2 separate regions of the Hordeum vulgare genome follow, and region 2 is linked to region 1. The links are chromatin contacts, called in public Hi-C maps. All regions are on one chromosome and are shown on one strand. Each heading gives the region's core, a stretch centred on a gene start, on an enhancer-like site or on the middle of the called end of the contact. The rest is flanking DNA. Distances are from core to core; before and after follow the strand shown.

What was found. A called contact is a pair of places that touch in the nucleus more often than the background predicts.
Region 2: a Hi-C map of leaf shows a contact between it and region 1, with 2.6 times the contacts expected there. The contact joins the promoter of LOC123425920 here to the promoter of LOC123425917 in region 1. A contact is called at or near these places in 3 of 6 Hi-C or Micro-C datasets (leaf and seedling).

What each region holds. Positions count from the first base shown.
Region 1 is chr2H:220,015,040-220,019,452 of MorexV3_pseudomolecules_assembly, reverse strand. It overlaps LOC123425917, which reads left to right and starts at 2,005. Exons shown (of 9, transcript XM_045109680.1): 1 at 2,005-2,620; 2 at 2,707-2,764; 3 at 2,893-2,959; 4 at 3,058-3,103; 5 at 3,205-3,303. The coding sequence starts at 2,123.
Region 2 is chr2H:220,256,224-220,260,636 of MorexV3_pseudomolecules_assembly, reverse strand. LOC123425920 reads left to right here and starts at 2,666. Exons shown (of 3, transcript XM_045109683.1): 1 at 2,666-3,111; 2 at 3,296-3,400. The coding sequence starts at 2,933.

The sequences.
Region 1 (4,413 bases), core at 756-3,255:
TCATCTCCTCGCTGGTGCTTGAGACCACCAGATCCGTCGTTGTTGCGTCTCCAAACGGCCCCATCGTCGCCGACACCATCGGGCTTTGCCCGACGATGCCCTCTCGCGGCGATGATGGGGGAGGAGGAGGAGGGAAGGTCCTCGCTGGCGGGATCTGGGGCGCTCCAATGCAGCTCGTAGTGCCGCACGGGAGCGAGAGGGAAAGCCAATACATGAGCTGTTGGAACTTAGTTCTCACAACTTTGGTCGTAGAGAGGACACACGATGTTGAATTTTAGTTACAAAGTGTTAGCACAATGTACGTTATGTGCATGAGTGGATTTTTTTTGTGCTTAAAATGGTTAAATTTCTAATATAAACAACATTTGGTATGTAGAAGACACAAATGGTGAGAACAATGTTGACGTCTGGTCTATTAAAGAAAAGATGAGAGAGGGGTGCAATTTAGCAATTAGCAACGCCATGCAAGCAGTGGCGAGCTTCAACAGGCTGAAACCTATCCTTTAGTATTTTTATTTCACCTAAATATACCACTTAACAATTATACCAATGTGTTTAACATGTTAATTACAATGCATTTGCTAATTAGAATTGGAAACTTGATGTTTTAAGCCACCCTTCAGTTCCATACTAGATTCGCTAGTGATGCAAGGTCTTAAATTGCATTTTTTTGCGCATGACCATACGATCCGAACTATAGCTGCGTTAGCTATCCGTGAGAATAGTGTTTTAAAGTACCCCTCCGTCCCAAAATAACTGTCTCAAGCTTAGTACAAATTTGTACTAGAGCTAGTACAAAGTTGAGACACTTATTTTAAGACGGAGGGAGTATTGAGACACTTATTTTAAGACGGAGGGAGTAATAAGTAATACTCCCTCTGTCCTAAAAATAACTGTCTCAACTTTGTACTAGATTTAGTACAAAATTGTACAAAGCTCACGATATTTATTTTGAGACGGAGGGAGTATGAAAAAGACAAGCCTACTAGTAAAGACCAAAGAGAATCCATCATTCAGCTAATTAGCCTATGGATACATGATTTATTATTTCTTTCCTAATTGCGCTATCGTGAGTGTTTGTGGGAGTCGCTTTCAAGCACGCGCGAGCAATGCCGAAGCTCCAAGATAACTGATAAAAAAAAATGGACATTGCTCCCTCTATGAACTAATATAAGACAATGATCTAATATGTGTTATATTACTTTAGAGAGGAGTACATTATTATTAGGGTTTATTTTCTTCATGTTATATAGTTATATACATGGTCGCTATGTATTAAATTTACGTGCACAAACGATCACAGGCTATTTTGTCTCTTGTACATTCACAAGGTAATAGCTTTAGCTATAGTTGATAGCGAGCTATGCAAAATATGTTCAATTATGTGACACTATAGCGTCATAGCTAGGATATAGTGTTACAAAGTGCCATAGCTTCGCTTAGCAATTTAAATCCTCGATCTAATGCAACAATTATGAATCAGTGAAGTATCAAGCAAATAACCGCTTCAATACATGTCCATGCATGCGAAATATACTAGTGCACCATGTACTCCAAAGAGGAGTAGTAATTTTAAATTTCCTTGTGCTAACTTCTTAGGTCAAGTTATGCCCTAAACTTTAAGTTTCAGAAAAATAACAAGACCAACAATGCTTCATAAAATAGTTACCACTTTAGGATAATGCCCATATCCAAGTGTTTTTTTTTCCCGATGCATAGTGTTTAAATTTGGTGCAGTGTGTCAACAGTGCGTGCAGTCGGTCAGCCCCACCAATTCAATGGGCAATAATTCCGGCTTTGCATGGACCAAGCCCACACACCCATCCGTCCTCTCTCTCTCTCTTCTCGTCGGAGGCAAAAGTTAGACTAATGGCCGTAGTGGTTGGTGCAAGTCGCTAGAGGAGAGAGAGAAGATAGGGATAGGTAGAGAGAGAGACTGCGTGTGAGTGTGTGTGCGTGGGGAAGAGAGAGAAGAGAGAGAGAGAGAGAGGAGAGAGAAGGACACAGACAGACGCAAGCGATAGAATTAAACAAACAAAAGCAGCCGTAGAAAAAAAGCGTAGCCAAACCAGAACCAAACCCCAAGGAGGCCAAGAAGAGGACGGCAGCAGCAGCAGCAGCCATGCCGAGGTCGCCGTCGCCGGAGCCGGAGAGGAGCTACCCCGCGCGCCGGAGGGGAGGAGGCGGGAACCACGTCCTCTCGTCGCGCTGCCGCTCGCCGTCGCCGCCGCCGCGCCGGTCGCTCCGCCCGCGCCGCGCCGCCGCCGCGTCCTCTCGCCCGCTCGTCGACGACTTCTTCCCTTTCCCCTCGTCGCCCTCATCGTCTCCGCCACGCCCCCAGCACCGGAGGGCGCCGTCGCACGAGCCCTCCAGCTCCGACTCCGACGGAGGCGGCGTGGCTGGCTCCTCCGCCTCCGACCGCCGCCGGCGCAAGCTTAAGCTCGTCGTCAAGCTCTCCCAGCTTCCTCCGGACCAGCACCACCGACGGGCCCCACCTCCCCCTCCTTACTCGGACTCATCCGAGGGGGAGGAGCGGCCGGCTGGCGGAGGCGAGGAGCAGGTCAAGCCGCCCAAGAAGCGCCGGATCGAGTCGCGCGACGACAGATCTCGCAGTCGCGAGGTGAAACATGCTGCCCGATTCGTCTTCGGCCTCGTCTTTACTTCACTCCGCAGCTGGCTGTAACACGAGATCTGCTCTTATTTTAGGTTGCTGGGAGGAGCGACGCTGCCAGCGCGCCGCGGACGAAGCGGCTTCCGGTGCCAGGTTCGATTTCTCTGTGTTTTTGCTGATCTCTTCATTTTCAGTGACGGGATTACGATATTTGAGCGCCTTTTCCCGAAGAAATGAAATTGTTTCTTCTTTTTTCTTTTGGTTTTTGCCGATGGATTTAGGGATGGCAAGGACAACGCCGTTGCCGGACCGGCAGGCGCTGGATATGATTCTTGACAAGCTGCAGAAGTGCGTGCTTTACATCTTTTGCACGGTTATGCCAAGTGTTTTTCTTTTCATGATTTGAAGAGCTCGATTTCTTATGCTGCTGTTTGATGATTCTTCAGGAAGGATACGTACGGTGTGTTTGCTGAGCCGGTGGATCTGGAGGAGGTGAGGGTGTTTGTTCCTGCGTCATGCTTGTTGTAGATGCTAATCTGACATACGGCTGGTATTGAGTGTTGATGATGCCATGGTTGTTTTGATTGGCGCAGTTGCCTGACTACAATGATGTGATTGAGCACCCGATGGACTTCGGCACCGTCAAGAGGAAGCTTGCTAGGAATGTATATCGCTCATTCGAGCAATTCGAGGTTAGAATTAATGTTTCTGTCGTATATGTAGTTAGCGCTGCCAATGGGAGTCGCCATTCGTTGATCTGTTGCTAAAATGGGTGTTGTTGGGGATGCACATCTTTTGTTCGAGCAATTCGAGGTTGCAATTAATATTTTGTCGTATATGTAGCCAGCGTTGCCAATCGGGGGTCGCTATTCGTTGATTTGTTGCTAAAGTGGATGTTGTAGTTGCGGATGCATATTGCTGTTTCGAGCAATTTGAGGTTATAATTAATATCTTGTCGTATATGTAGCTAGTGCTGCCAATGAGGAGTTGTCATTCGTTGATTTCTTGATAAAGTGGATGTTGTAGTTGGGGATGCATAATACTGGTTTGAGCAATTTGAGGTTGGAATTAATATTTTGTCGGATATGTAGCTAGTGCTGCCAATGGGGAGTCGCCATTCGTTGATTTGTTGCTAAAGTGGATGTTGTAGTTGGGGATGCATGTCTCTCGTTCGAGCAATTCGAGGTTAGAATTAATATTTTGTCGCATATGTAGCTAGTGCTGCTAGGAATGCATGTCGGTCCTCGAGCAATTCGAGGTTAGAATTAATGTTTTGTCGTATATGTAGCCAGCGCTGCTAATGGGGAGTTGCCATTTGTTGATTTGTCGCTAAAGTGGATGTTGTAGTTGGGGATGGCGGGTCATTTCAGTTCATACTGTATTTTTCTGGGAGTGAATTTCACCTACAAGGACCAGTCCAATGCTAGAAGCAACCTTTGAACATGTTCTCGTTACCTTGGATGCCAACTTATCTCCTCTCTCGAAACGCTAGCATGAACTTTTTCACGAGGCCCAACAAATGCAGCAACATAGCGTGTACTAACTAGTTTATCACATGCTTATGCTGACATTCCTATGATTAATTGTTTGTTTGCCTGTAATTTGTGCACATAATGAAGATGGTTAGATCTTGCACGTAACTCTTGCATTAGAGATCCACGCTAAAGTTTGTGCTAGTGATTATACTATCCCACCCTTAGAAGAAATTGACGTTGTTTCTAATATAATTTATATTTAACATTCACTGGTCATATTTGAGTATTGTAGGTTTGTCACAATTACTGCATGCCTTACTGATAATA
Region 2 (4,413 bases), core at 1,417-3,916, 240 kb before region 1:
CGTAGAGTACACCGTGCTTCTGTTCCATGGAAAGAGGGGGCGAGTCGTCTTGTGCCGTTGACATGTGTTATCTGGAATCTTAACACACACGATTAGTCCTTTGCGGTACTGTCGTCAATCACCAAAATTACTTAGGCATAAAATATGCCCTAACACTACACATACTAAAAAACCCGTAGCACATGTTGCATAGTTTTCGAGAGTGTCTTGTACATGACAAACTTGGCATACTCACCTTGGTCATCCAGACATTGGGCAGCAGTTGAATGTGCCAACCTCCAGGGAAAAACCATGGAGTCCTCTAGTGCATCTGCTCCCGAGCTTGACCAGGTCGTCCTCTTTCGCTTGACCCCCGAACGCCTCTAGTCGCGAGAGAGGAGAGCTCCCTCAAATCCTCGATCCGTGACACCTCCGTGCACCCAAAACCCACATGCAAAGAGTGTTCAGATAAGTAACCACATGCAAAGTTTGTGAATCCTCTATCGTTAGCTGTCAATCCATCAGAGAACATACAGTTTGGAGTAGGATTGCCTAATGACATAGTGCAGTGCTAGTGCAGTTCGATCAAAAATAAGATGAGAGAAGATTGGGTATCAGCTTTTAGCAAATGAAGAAAAAAAGAGTAGACCACGTTCAGACATGCTCTGTTTCACCTGATGATTCAGGTGTCAATTGGGCGACCCAAGTTGCCACTGACACCTCCGTGCACCTGAAGCAAACCTAGCCGATGGCCGGCGAGCAGCAACAGCAAGATCACACCACACCTCACCTCTCCCTACGGCCTCCCATCTCCTTCCTCTCCTCCCTTTTCTCTCCTCCGCCGCCCTCCTGCAGATGTTGGACATGCCGCCGTCGCCCTCGAGCAGGGACGCGGCGTCGGGGCCTTGCTAGTGAGGAGCTCCAGTAGGAGATGCCCAGGGAGTAGACGCCGCCTCCGAGGGCAGTAGTCGACGGCAACTGCGCGGATGGAGGACGACGCGTAGGTGGGGTAGAGCGTGGCGCCGGCCGAGTGGACCGGCGGGGCAGCGAAGGCCGAGGCCGCAGGAAGCGGACGGGGATGAGTGGGGTGGGGGGGACTCACGCGGCACCGACGGGGATGGGGATAAGGGCGAGCGGACGGCACCGACGCGGGGGGCCGAGGCGGGCGCAGGCGGCGACGGTGCAGGCGCAGGCGACACCGGCGGCTACGCGAGGCGGGAGTTCGCGAGAGTGGGGGCGTGGTAGCGGTTCGAGCATGGAGAGTGGGATTAACGGAGGGTTTCGTTAACGAAAGGAACAATTTCGTTAACAATGGTTTATGACACACTCTCTCGTACTTCTAATAACTAGTAACAATGCACGTGCAAAGCACGTGTTCGTCATCAAATATAAATGTAAGTATGCTCAAAGGACCTCAAATTTAAAATCCATGTCCTAGTATAATTTATAATAAATTTGCATAAATGGAAACCTATATAAAACTATTCTAGAATGATCTTTCGGAGATAAATTATAATTGAACATAAGAATCTTAACATTCCTTTCAAAAACCAATAAATGCATTCAAGAAACCAAATGCTAGGTGTTTGCCAAGAGGCATTTAATATTAATATAAAAATAAATGAGGTTACATCTGCTTTTAACATCATATACATATACAATCCATGAAATACAAATAGGACTATTCAAACAAGACTTCGAATCATAATCTAAAAATGAGGAAAGGCATCTAACTTTAGTGGCAAACAGAACACATGGACAATCTGACCGGAATAATCACATGCACCTGTGCAAATGCAGGTACAAACTAATGCAGAAAAATTTATTGTATATATTAAATAGATATGCTGCTTAGTCTATATTCAAGCTCGTAATAACCATGACAAAAAATATTGCAGGGTGATCAAATAATGTAAATCAACTACATATGTTTAGATTTTCTTAAAAAAACAGGGCAATGAAGCCGGAAAACACCGACACTGGATGTCTCCAAGCAACTCAAAGCAAAATCCTGCCACGCAATGACCTCACTATGCGCGTCGCTACTGTCGATGGCGTCTTTGTCTTCCATGCATGATAGAAGTAACTTATGGGGTTGTCGGTGGCGTCTTTGTCTTCGATGCATGATACTCCATCCGTTCCAAAATATAAGACCTTTTAGAGATTCAATTAGAAGACTATATACGGAGTAAAATGAGTGAATTTATACTCTAAAATATGTCTATGTACATCCGTATATAGTTCATAGTGCAATCTCTAAAATGTCTTATATTTAGGAACGGAGGGAGTAGAAGCAACTTATGGGGCATGAAGATGGCAATAACTGCATAAGGATGGCCCCAAGCTAAGCTACGCTTGCCTAAATTAGAATTTGGTAAAGAGCATTGTTGTATCAACAAACATATACTCCCTCTGTTCCTAAATATAAGTCTTTTAAGAGATTTCACTAATAGTCTACATACGGAGCATAATGAATGAACCTATATTCTAAAGTATGTATATATACATTCGTATGTAGTTCACTAGTGAAATCTTTAAAAAAAACTTATATTTAGGAACGGAAGGAGTATAAGGTAAAATTGTACTCATCATATTTGAGTCACAAAATCAGTGTCAACTCTAATAATAGAGATGCGGGATGCTCCTGAACTTTGAAAACGAAAACAAAAACATCCACACCTAAAAGCACCCCAACCTTATCTCCCCACTCCCCGAGGTTTCTGCGTAACCACCGCTGCCACGACCCACCTTGTCGCACCGCCGCGTGCGCACCACCGCCACCGCGACCGATCTCCCCGCGCCAGCGTGTGCCACCATCGCCACCTTGACCGACCTCCCACCCCGCCACCTCCGCACCTCCGCCGCCGCGATCGACCTCCCCGCTCCGCCACCTGCGGACCTCCGTCGCCGAGACCGACCTTCCCCGCAGTCACCTGCAAGTCATTGCTGCCACATGCTGCCTAGATGGCGCCCTCGCACGACAACATGTCGCTGCTGTGATTCCACCATGGCCGCTGGTAAACCAGCAAACGGTCGTTGTCGCGTGCAGTCCGACCTTGTACGCCTACACTGTTCAACTCCTTCCTTGAGTACGTTGGCGCCGGATGCGTGCCACCCCCAGCTATGGATAAGGTATGATCCATCGTCATCTCCTCTCATGGGGCGCGCGACTCCCGGGGCACCTCGGGGCAGCCTGCTGGGGCGCCGTTCAACCGTAGAAAATTTGGGAATTTTTTTTCAAACTTTTTGAAATTCCCTGTCGTTGCTGCCTCACCCATCCCTTCTCTTACCCTCCTCATCCGGTCTCTGCTGCTAGCGGCTCCCTGTCTCGCTTCCCCGCGGCCGCCGCGGGTGACTTCGACTTTGGGCAGCGGCGACGGAAAGAAGGACCCAGATGTTTTCGTCGCAGGAAGGTTCACAGGAAGGTGATTTCATCGCATCGTCATTCTTCTAAAGCCACTATAGTGCCTAGTCTGCAAAACCTGATACTTATTTCATTACTCTAAATGTCATGGTGCTTCTAGTATAACAATCTGCATACAAAGCACTTCATATCGACAACATCCATAGTTATTATGCTTGTGTTTCTCATGCTGAATTGATGATGTATCCAAGTTGAGATGTATGTATCTCTGTTGATATCATCTTGTTTAGAGTACCTGGTTTCCACACTTCGAAGTGACACCATCCATACACCCTTTGTCTCCCTTGGCTCACATGAACCTAGGGTGTTGTAGTCTGATGTGGCCGAAAATCCTGTTGTTCTCTTATATACTCCCTCCGTCCGGAAATACTTGTCCTAAAAATGAATATAATGAATGTATCTATAACTAAAATAAGTCTAGATACATTCATCTCTAGGGCAAGTATTTCCGGACGGAGAGAGTACATCTGAAAATATTGTTCTGTGTGGTTTGTCACCCTTCTCACGAGGCCCGCCTTGAACTTCCCACACGAAGGTTTCATCCATGGAGCGGCCGCCCCCGCCGCTCCATCTCCGGCGAGGTGTGCTATCCCTCCTTTTGATCCCCCTTCCATAGAAAAACGTTGGGATATAGGATTGTAGGTGTGAGACAGCGACAGCTTATCTTAAGCACACCCATATGCCATAATTTTAGTGGCCCATCTTGAATCTGCAGCTAAGAGCATCTTAACAGAATCAGGTAAAGCCAAATGTTTTACTAGAAAATGTTACATGCCTGCCTGCTAAAGGTTACTCCCACTAGTTCGATCAAGATCTAATATAGGTGTCGGTCTAGATTAGTGGGTGTTAGTTTGCAGTTCCCTTGAACTAGAAAAGTTGTATTTAGAAAGAAAAATGCCTTCAATCTGCAGAAGAAGTGTATGTTCTCTGCTTACTGCTCACTCTATCAGCAGATGCACTGTAGTGTGATGACCAAATCAATACACACCAGTGGTAGTTTCTAAGACGTT